Regions from separate parts of the Sus scrofa genome. Here region 1 is linked to region 2. Evidence: chromatin contacts called from public HiChIP or PLAC-seq data. All regions are on one chromosome and are shown on one strand. Each heading gives the region's core, a stretch centred on a gene start, on an enhancer-like site or on the middle of the called end of the contact. The rest is flanking DNA. Distances are from core to core; before and after follow the strand shown. Region 1 overlaps MYOM3 (myomesin-3). Region 2 holds the start of CNR2 (cannabinoid receptor 2).

What was found. HiChIP or PLAC-seq counts read pairs in DNA pulled down with a chosen protein or histone mark.
Region 1: a contact with region 2 is called in an H3K27ac HiChIP or PLAC-seq map of skeletal muscle. The contact joins the enhancer-like site here to the promoter of CNR2 in region 2. A contact is called at or near these places in 1 of 5 promoter capture datasets (liver), 10 of 47 Hi-C or Micro-C datasets (alveolar macrophages, blood, embryonic fibroblasts and 6 more) and 2 of 2 datasets of contacts at active chromatin or transcription factors (alveolar macrophages and skeletal muscle).

Annotation. Positions count from the first base shown.
Region 1 is chr6:81,813,723-81,818,596 of Sscrofa11.1, reverse strand. It overlaps MYOM3 (myomesin-3), which reads left to right. Exons shown (of 38, transcript XM_021095533.1): 26 at 410-546; 27 at 2,516-2,660; 28 at 2,849-2,908; 29 at 3,305-3,372; 30 at 4,361-4,471. Among named protein-coding and RNA genes, the nearest start is that of MYOM3, 43 kb to the left of the region's middle. Within about 2 kb of position 3,271, at least 35 of the 83 cell types and tissues checked have an H3K27ac peak or open chromatin away from gene starts, as enhancers often do. A contact at or near this core is called in alveolar macrophages, liver, skeletal muscle and 1 more, where this site is marked.
Region 2 is chr6:81,690,951-81,696,002 of Sscrofa11.1, reverse strand. It overlaps CNR2 (cannabinoid receptor 2), which reads left to right and starts at 3,453. Exons shown (of 2, transcript XM_021095532.1): 1 at 3,453-3,606.

The DNA.
Region 1 (4,874 bases), core at 2,022-4,521, 120 kb before region 2:
GACAAAATGTCCATGAGGATGCTGGTTCAATCCCTGGCCTCACTCAGTGGATTTAAGATCTGGTGTTGCCACAAGCTGCAGCACAGGTCACAGAGGCAGCTCAGATCTGTGTTGCTGTGGCTGTGGTGTAGGCCGGCAGCTGCAGCTCCAATTCACCCCCTAGCCCGGGAACTTCCATATGCCGCAGGTGTGGCCCTAAAAAGAATTTAAAAAATGAAAGCCCTGGACGCGGATGCAATGTGAGGTGACTGAATGAGAGAAAACGCTCCCCAGCCCCTCACCTGGTCACGTCTCCATCAGACTCTGAAGCATTGTGTACATTTGTTCACGGTGTGCTCAAGAGGGGCTGTTGGGGGTGGGGGCAGGAGAAGGGTGCCCTGCCCACCCCTTCCTGTCCTCTGCCTCCCAGTGATCAAGCTGATCTCGGGCTGGAACGTTGACATCCTTGAGCGAGGAGAGGTGCGGCTTTGGCTGGAAGTAGAAAAGTTGTCTCCAGCCGCTGAGCTGCATCTAATCTTCAACGACAAGGAAATCTTCAGCTCACCGGTAATTAGGGGCTCAGAATTCCTAGGTGAGGTCCCCAGTGCAGAAGGTGGCCTCCCGGACACTGGTCTCCACTGGCCAGTGCCTCCCCCTAGTGGACATTTTAGAAATGGCCACCTGCTCAGGCTGTCATAGTCATGAGGTGGGAGTGGGGACACATGGATTTTAGGGGCGGGGGGCAGGTGGCAGGCAAGTTAGACACTTGTCAATGCAAGGGACACTCCCACAAAGAATTTCATGCCAGACGCTCTTAAGATGAAAACCCTACTTTCGTGGTTATAATCATGCACATTTGGACCCTAACCTTGAGATACAAACACAAAGAATTTTCACGGTTTTAGTATACACGGAATAGAGTCTTTATTCTATTAGCCAATTTATGTGTGTTCATTCATTCATTTTCCTGTTCTTCTTGTACAGAATAGCTTTGCTTTTCTTCTCTTTAATTCAAATCAATTCATTATAAATCAGTGCAGCACGAGTGAGATTGTGTCTGAGCAGCTGCATATTGAAAAAATTATTGTTATTTCCTCTTGCTATTATAGCTGTGGTATTATATTTCTTTTTAAAAAATCATGTGTGTAGCTCAGTTGTATTAGTTGAACCACGTTAGCTGCCCACACGCAACTGTTTTTACTTACAAACATGCTTATTTCAGTCTCATGAGAGATTCAATCATAGGATGATATTATTTGTGAATTTCACCTCCAGATGGCCAAGTGGTCAACATTAAATATGTGTTATAAAGAGGGGCTCTGGTTCTGACAGAGGAGAAAGAGCTCAGAGCCAGATGTCAGAAGACTCCTATTCATTCCCCGTGGGTTGTGTGCCCTTGGGCAGGTCTCTGCACCTCTCTGTGCATCAGTTTGTGCATCTGTACAATGGGGCTCGTTGCTCCAGGATCAGGAGGAGTAATTGAGAAACTAGATTGGAAAGTTCTGCATAAAGATTAAGCATGGGGAGGAGTTCCCTTCCTGGGGCAGTAGTTAACGAATCCGACTAGGAACCGTGAGGTTTCGGTTCAATTCCTGGCCTTGCTCAGTGGGTTAAGGATCCGGCATTGTCGTGAGCTGTAGGGTAGGTCACAGACCTGGCTCGGATCCCGCGTTGCTGTGGCTCTGGGGTAAGCCGGCTGCTGCAGCTCTGATTGGACCCCTAGCCTGGGAACCTCCACATGCAGTGGGTGCGGCCCTAGAAAAGACCAAAAAAAAAAAAAGATTAACAAGGGGAGTTCTCTGGTAGCCTGGAGGATTAAGGACCTGGTGTTGTCACTGCCGTGGCTTGGGTCACTGCTGTGGCACAGCTTGGATCCCTGGCCTGGAGCATCTCTGCATGCAGTAGGAGCAGAGGGAAAAACAAAGATTAATAAGCATGACCCTGGCTCTCGGTAGGAAGTATAGCAAAGCCTGGACTCAAAACGCAACGCTAAGGCTATCAGATGCCCCATAGGAAAATAAAATAAAACCAGATGGTTCCTTCAAATCATACATACAAATAAAGCCAGAGGGAGTAAGGTCTTCAATGTAGAAAAGAAAATGTTGCAAAAATGTTAGACTGTGACCGATGTAAATGAGTGTTAATTCTGGGTAGCACGTACACAGGCTTTTTCGCATTTTTCCTTTAAAGTTTTAGGGGGATTTTTTTTTTCTATCAAATTGCAAAAGAAATGGAAAACAACTTCCTGTTGGCAGCGGACCAATAGGAGGTTGGGGGCTGATGGTTAACGGCAATTAAATCAAGGACGCAGACTCTTTGCCTGCGGGGCCCCAGGGTGTTTGTTCTCAGGGGCCGGGTGTGGGGACAACCCAGTATATACAGGAGAAGGTTACTCAGGAGTCCCCCTCTCCAGTCTCTGAAGGCTTCTAATGCTGCATATATCACCCCCAAATCCCACTTCGGCCAGACTTGTGCCCCATAAATTCCCTGGGATTGGAAAAGGGCAGGAAAGACTCTCTGGGTTTGTTCTCCCCAGAACCGCAAAATCAATTTTGTCCGAGAGAAGGGCCTGGTGGAAGTTATCATCCAGAACTTGACTGAGGACGACAAAGGGTCTTACACGGCCCAGCTCCAAGATGGAAAAGCCAAGAACCAGATCACTCTGGCTCTGGTGGATGACGGTCAGCTCTGCCCTGCACCTACCCTCGCCTCCTAACCCCCACCCCCGGCCCCACCCCTGCTCCGGTGCACCCCACGCACCTGGCCTCAGCTCCCAGCCCTGAGGTCTCTGTCCACCCTGACGCCCCCACTCTAGACCCTCCAGACCCGCGTTCCTCTCAATCACGCCAGTTCCCCTCTCTCTTCACAGAGTTTGACAAACTTCTGAGGAAGGCGGATGCCAAGAGAAGAGACTGGAAGAGAAAACAGGGTAAGAACTGCCTCGGCCACCAGGCCAGCAGTCATTGCTGGGGAACCACTGGGCTAGTGGGTTAATAAACCCCTCCACCCTACTGCCCGCCCCTGCCCCCGCCCCCGCGAGGGAAGGTCACTACCATTGGATCCAGTGTTGTCCTCCTCGTGCCAGAACAAAAGAGCACTTGCTTAACCCCGAGAATGAGCGCCGCCTTAAATTTTGCACCCTAAGGGCCTCCCTTACTTCATTCACCCCAGTCCCCGCCCTGATGGGGACGGAAATCCCAAAATCCGAGCGGCCAGTGGTCACTAGATGCCCCTCTTCAGCTGCCTTCCCCTGTCTCGCCACCAGGTGGCGCCCAGGCTAAGCCTGGCGCTCTGACCGATGGTCGTGTGTGTTTGTCCCTCCCAGGTCCGTATTTCGAGGAGCCTCTGCAGTGGAAGGTCACGGAGGACTGCCAAGTGCTGCTGACCTGCAAGGCAAATCCCCGCCCCCGCCTCCAGCCCTGCCCCCAAACCAATGGGGCCAGACCTGTGGCTGTTCCCAAGCCCCTTGCCCATCTTGCCCCACTCCTGGAAACACCATGCCCTGCGCTAGTCTGTTCCCCAGCAGAGGAAGTAGCCCTAAGAATTTTGTATTTAACCAGGAAACAAAATCCCAAGGAGCCGAGTTAGAGTGAGTTAGTGGGCGGGTGTTAGGTCAGCCTTGAGCTAGATCTGCCAGCTGCTCTGGGAGGGGTTTGGGGGGGTCAGGGGTCTGAGGGTGGATTCTGAGTGTCAGTCTTGCCAGACCCTGTGCTCAGCGCTTCAGGGCATTCTTTTATCTCAACTGCCTCACAGTCATCTGTGAGAGAGGCGTTATGATTCCACTTTACCCATGAGAAAATAAGCAGAGGAATAGCTCAAGACCACACAGTAAGAGAGAGCCTTGAGCTGGGGGAGTCAGAGGGTGTCTGACTCCAAAACATTTGCTCCTTCTCAGCACCCTGCAGCCTTTTAGATACAGGGGGAGGGCACACCCCATGAAGCGTAGCCGTTCAACCAATGCAGAGCACCTACTCTGCGTTAGACATTCTGCAAGCACTGGGCGTACAAAGATGAAACAGTGGTCTCCTTAGGCCTCTAGGATCCCACGGTCCAAAGCAAGATCATGGGAGAACAGCATGCCTCCTGCTGTGATGGAGGGGTGCAAGAAATTGATTACTCATGATAAGGGGCACTCTAGGAAGGCTTCCTGGAGGAGATGAGATAGGCATTTACAGGAAAAATGGAATAGGAGAAGGATTGAGAAGCAGAGGAAACATCATTAGCGAAAGTCCAGTGTCTAGAAGCCATCAGAAGAGACAGAGAGAAGTGGGGTGGGGGGGAAATGTGGGGGGGTCACATTTACAACAAAAGTTCTGACAAACTAAGTCTTCACTTAAAAGCCAAAGCCTGAAGGGGTCTCTTGACTCGGCACCTTCCTTAGGTGACCAACACCAAGAAAGAAACCCGCTTCCAGTGGTTCTTCCAGAAGAGAGAGTTCCCAGCTGGCCAGTATGACCCGCAGACAGGAGCAGGGCTTGTCTGCATTGAAGAGGTAAGGGTAGCTCTGACTTCAGGGCTCCGCCTCCAGGCAGTGCCCGGAGCACAGGGCGGGGAGTCAGGAGAGGGCAAGGCAAGCAGGCACTCAACTCATGCACAGACTTTAGGGGGCGCTAAAATCTCAGTGATCAAGATAAATAATTCATTTCATGCAATCATTTTAAAAATCAAAAGGAATGCCAAACAAAGACTATAGAGAAAACAATGCCAAAAGTTTAAAGACAGGCTCAATAATACTGATTTTTCCTCTCATTTGGATTTCACTCCTGGCCCTGCCACTGACTGTGTAGCCTTGGGCTAGTCACTGTCCCTCTCTGACCTCAATTTTCATCTATAACTCGAGCAAGTCAAAAGGGACGCTCTCTCATATATTCCTTCCTGCCCCTGCAGCCTGAGAT
Region 2 (5,052 bases), core at 2,204-4,703:
TGTAGGTTGCAGACACGGCTCAGATCCCGCGTTGCTGTGGCTCTGGCGTAGGCCGGTGGCTACAGCTCCAATTCGACCCCTAGCCTGGGAACCTCCATATGCCGCGGGAGCGGCCCAAGAAATAGCAAAAAGACAAAAAAAAAAAAAAAAAAAAAAAAAAAGGAGAATTCTGTAGGTTACTTTCTCCAAGAAATGAAAGATAAAACGCTGTCAGCACTTTACAACTTTTCTGTACACACTTTCTAGCCCGGTGCCTCTCTAACATCACCAGGAGCAAAGCATTCACAATTATTTATTGAGCACTTATGGGCCAGGCACAGTGGCCAGTTGCAGAGGATCCAGCAGTGAATGTGAAAGGTGGATCATGCTGTTGTGGGGTTCACAGTCATCCCCAAAGGGAAAGACAAGAATCCTAAGTGTAAGAAGTGCTTATAACTTGCCTGGGTAGTCAGGGAGGGCTTTCCAGGGGAGGCAGTGACATTGCAACTGTCATCTGAAGGATGAACTAAGAGGGGAATTTTTTCTACTCTGGGGAATGGCACTGAAGGCCCTGAGATTAGAGAAAGTGGGGCATCTTCGAGAACTTGAAACAAGGCCCCAGGGCCCCAGTGGCTCAAATATAGAGAAAAGAGAGCTTCCCTCCCACCCAAATCCCCACTGCCCACCCCTGTCCCGGTTGAGCAGCTTTTCCTGTTTAATGTTTGGATGTCTTCTTTCAATGTCCAAGTCCCTTGCCTACTTAAAAACACTTTTAGGTTTTGTTTTTTTCTCTTACTACTGTGTTACAAAACTTTTTTGAATTCATTACAATTATTTAAACCAATTTTTAATAGTCACATCCAATTCCAGCATATGGATATACCATAATCAATTAAATAATCCCTATCTTATTGAATCATTAGAGTGGGTGCTGGTTCTTACTAGCATAAATAATACCACTGTAACTTCTTCGGTCATATGATTCATTTCATGAAATAGATTTCTGCAAGTTCATTACTGATTGAAATGTTATGAACATGTTTAAGACTCAGGAGAGCAACAATAGCTTTATACACGTTATCTCACTTGATACCTACATTCACCCTTTGAAGATCCTCAGGTAAGGAAGCTAAGGCTCAGAGGAGGTGCATGACCAGGGTCACTTAGTCGCCTAGGTGACAAGGGAGCCGGTTGGAAATGCGGACTCTCAGGCCCAGCTCAGGCCCACTGAGTCAACATCTCTGTACCTTAATAAGCTTTCCTAGAGATTCTGATGAACTTAGCATTTGAGAAACATTGACTGGGACCAAGTTCCTCATTCCTAGTTGAAGAAATTGCTATCAGAGGAGTTCCCTGGTGGCTCAGTGGGTTAAGGATCTGCTGTTTTCACTGCTATAACTCGGGTCACTGCCATGGCTCGAGTTTGATCCCTGGCCCGTGAACTTCCACAGGCGACGGGCACAGCCAAAAAAGAAAGAAAAAAAAATTTGAGGTCAGAAAAAGAAAGTGACCAGACACTGGAGATCCTCCCCAAACAAGAATTTAAACCTAGGCCTAGCTCAATTCCAGAGACTATGCCCAAACCACTGCACCATGCTGGAGAACCTTGTGGCCCCTTACTTTCGGCTTCTGCTCCCACTAAGTACACAAGACTCTCTGTCTCATTGAATGCTTACCAACATCACTGTCAGTTTCCTTTTCCTTTTTGCCCAATTTGTTAAGTGAATCACCATGTTTTAAGCCTGCCTTATGCAGCCATCTAAAAGGATGCTTGGAGTAAAAATTTGTAAATATACACAAATACATGTCCACTTAAATATCACCACCAATATCTGCATTTAGTAAATTAAGATAATGGTATGTCAGGTTTTTAAAAGCAGAAAATAGCAACAGTTTGATGAGAATATCTCACATTGCTTGCCAGAGCATTTTGTTCTCATTGTCCCAAATTAATTCAGGCGCCAGCATCTATGTTGGAAACTGAGTCATCTGAACAGTTCAGAGGGCCTAGATGTTACTGAAGCTGCCTCCTTGAGGCTTGACGGGAGAGATACCGCCCAGGAAGTTTCATTCTTCAATCAGGCCCCAAGTGTGGTGGTGCTCTGGGCCCAACCATGGGCAGATGCATCCAGTAGATGGCAGCATCTCACAGAACAAGGACTGGGGAAGCCGACTGTCCGCTAGGAACTGAGAAAACTGACGCCTGACCATCCCATGCAGGTGCAACTAAGCTCCCGTGGGGAAAAGGAGAACAGACTTCCTGTGTGGGTCCCATCAGCCCTACCCAGGGTACCCAGGAGACTTGGAGATTCTGGACCAACTGAGCAAAAAGGGCCCTTAACCATCATCTTGTCTAGTGCTGCCGAATATGTGTCCAAGGACCAACAGAATCACCTGGGAACTTGTTAAGAATTCAGATTCCCGGGTCTCGCCCCACAATACTTTGGTCAGAAACTTGGGGTGGTGTGGGCCAGCAATCTGTTCTCACAAGCCCTTCAGGTGATTCAGATCCATTGGACGTTGCAGAAGCACCTATCATTTTAGGAGTAGGGAAATCGAGGCCAAAGGAAGTAACTTATCACATAGCCAGGCAGTGGCAGAACCACCCTGGAACCCAGATTCCCAGATTCCCAGTCCTTTTCTTTCTTTCTTTTTTTTTTTTTTTTGTCTTTTTAGGGCCATATCTGCAGCATATGGAAGTTCCCACGTTAGGGGTCAAATCAGAGCTATAGCTGCTGGCCTACACCACAGCCACAGCAACGCCAGATCCAAGCGGCACCTGCGACCTACACCATAACTCATGCAATGCCAGATCATTAACCCACTGAGCGAGGCCAAGGATCAAACCCACATCCTCATGGATACGAGTCGGGTTCTTAACCCACGGAGCCACCAGGGGAACTCCCCTACACAGTATTTTTAAAGATTTGACTTTGTGGGCAACCTTCTAAGACTGGAAGCCACTACATAAAAGTCAGGATTTCTAGTCTCGGAAAATGTGGCCCATCTTTCAAATGCTTTGACCATTGGCAATTGGGCCTGCACTCCCCAGGGGCTAGGCTTCCCTGGAGCTGAGAGGGGTGTTCCCCATTCCCCACAGCCTGCACCACTCCCTGGTGCCCCACACCGGCACTCTTCACCCATTTATGTTATCTGCCTGGTGCCTGAATGCATCTGGTTCAAAGCTCTGATCTGGAGGGGTAGAGGCATTCGTATGGAATGTCATTCTAGGTGATCTGTACCAGGCTAGTGCCTTATCCCCATTTTACAGATGAAGAAATTAAGGTTTAGGGAGGTTAAGTGAATTGCTTAAGGTCATAAGAACTGGCTGGATTAGAACCCAAATCCCGCAGCTCCAAGGACAATACCCTGGTCAGAGATCCCCATGAAAAACAGTTCAACTCCAAGGGCAAGAACGTTGTGGCACTGGGGACCCAGAGGGGAAGTTGTGACAGGGACGGAAGGCCACACTCACTCATCTGTGAGAAAGCAAAAGCAAGAGACAGCTGGTTTGGGGGCAGCAGTCCAACAGGAGCTCTGGCTGGGCCCTAGGGCCAGGCTTTAGCCACACAACTGCCAGGACTCCTCAACACCCAGCAGGGTCAGGGAGCTCAGCCACAAACAACGGTGAGTAGTTTTTCTTGCTGTTTTATTTTTTTTTTTATTTTTTTTTTTTTTTTTTTGTCTTTTTGTTGTTGTTGTTGCTATTTCTTGGGCCGCTCCTGCGGCATATGGAGGTTCCCAGGCTAGGGGTCGAATTAGAGCTGTAGCCACTGGCCTACGCCACAGCCACAGCAACTTGGGATCTGAGTTGCATCTGCAACCTACACCACAGCTCACGGCAACGCCAGATCGTTAACCCACTGAGCAAGGGCAGGGACCGAACCCGCAACCTCATGGTTCCTAGTCGGATTCGTTAACCACTGCGCCACGACGGGAACTCCCTCTTGCTGTTTTATTTGGGGATCCTTCCTCATTGCAGAAAACCTGTGTTCTTAACTTACCCCTTCCCTCCAGGGTTGGGAGAAGCTGGGTGGGCCTGCCAGGGGCCAGGAGATGGATGTCCCGTGAGGCCTCCTGAGGTTTTTGAGGGCCAGCACTGGAAGGCACAGGGCTGGTCCAATCCCTACCTTCAGACAGGTCAAGAATCAGCCCTCGGCTTTCATGTCTATCAAAGTTAGGATAGAAGGTGATGCTCACAGCCCGCAGACAGCCTCACATGTGCCAGGTGCTACTCTAAGGGCCTTTCATGATTAAATTTATTTAATCCTCACAACTGTCTACAGTAGGTGCTATTATCATTCCCCGCTCGGCAGACGGGGCCTCAGCTACTTACCTGATGTTACAAGGGCATGAAGTGAGGGTGCTGGGCTTGCACTTCGGCATCTGGCTCCACAGCTTACTTACTCTTTGACCACAAGGCTATCCTGCCTTACAAGGTACAGGCTTGAATAGCAGGTGGTGGCCAGGAAAGAACCCCAAAAGACTAGGGCTCGAAGAGATCACCTGGTGAGTCCTGGCCTTCATTTTACAGATGGGGAAACTGAGGCACAGAGAGACACGGATTGCCCAGTTGGGGCATCTCGGTAGTGTAATGTGGTCTAGTCCACGCTAGACTCAGAAGACCAGGGTCCACTTCCCTGGAGGTTCCACTCAGGGAACAGTAGTGCTGACACATGTGCACTGGGGCCAGTGTCTGGGTGTGAACCCCAGGGCTGCCTCTAGTAACCCTAGGGCCTTAGACAAATCACGCCACTTCTCTTCCAAGAAAACCTGGGCCCGAGACCATCACTCAGGCTCATGGAGGGTTGACTGGATGACGCTGGCTCCGGGATGGGGGTACCTGCATTGGGAGTGGCTGCAGAGGAGATTCTGTTCTTCACCCCACCTGCCTTTGCTCTGGATTGGAGATGAGGATAGATAAGGCCACAGGCTGTTTTGCCCTAGTATGGGTGGCATGCAGACATCTTCCAGGCATGAAGACCAGGATTGAGTTGGAGGAGGGGCTAGGGAGGAATTGGGGGAGGCCCCGGGAGATGGCATGGGCCTCAGCCAGTGAAGCAGGTCCTTTAC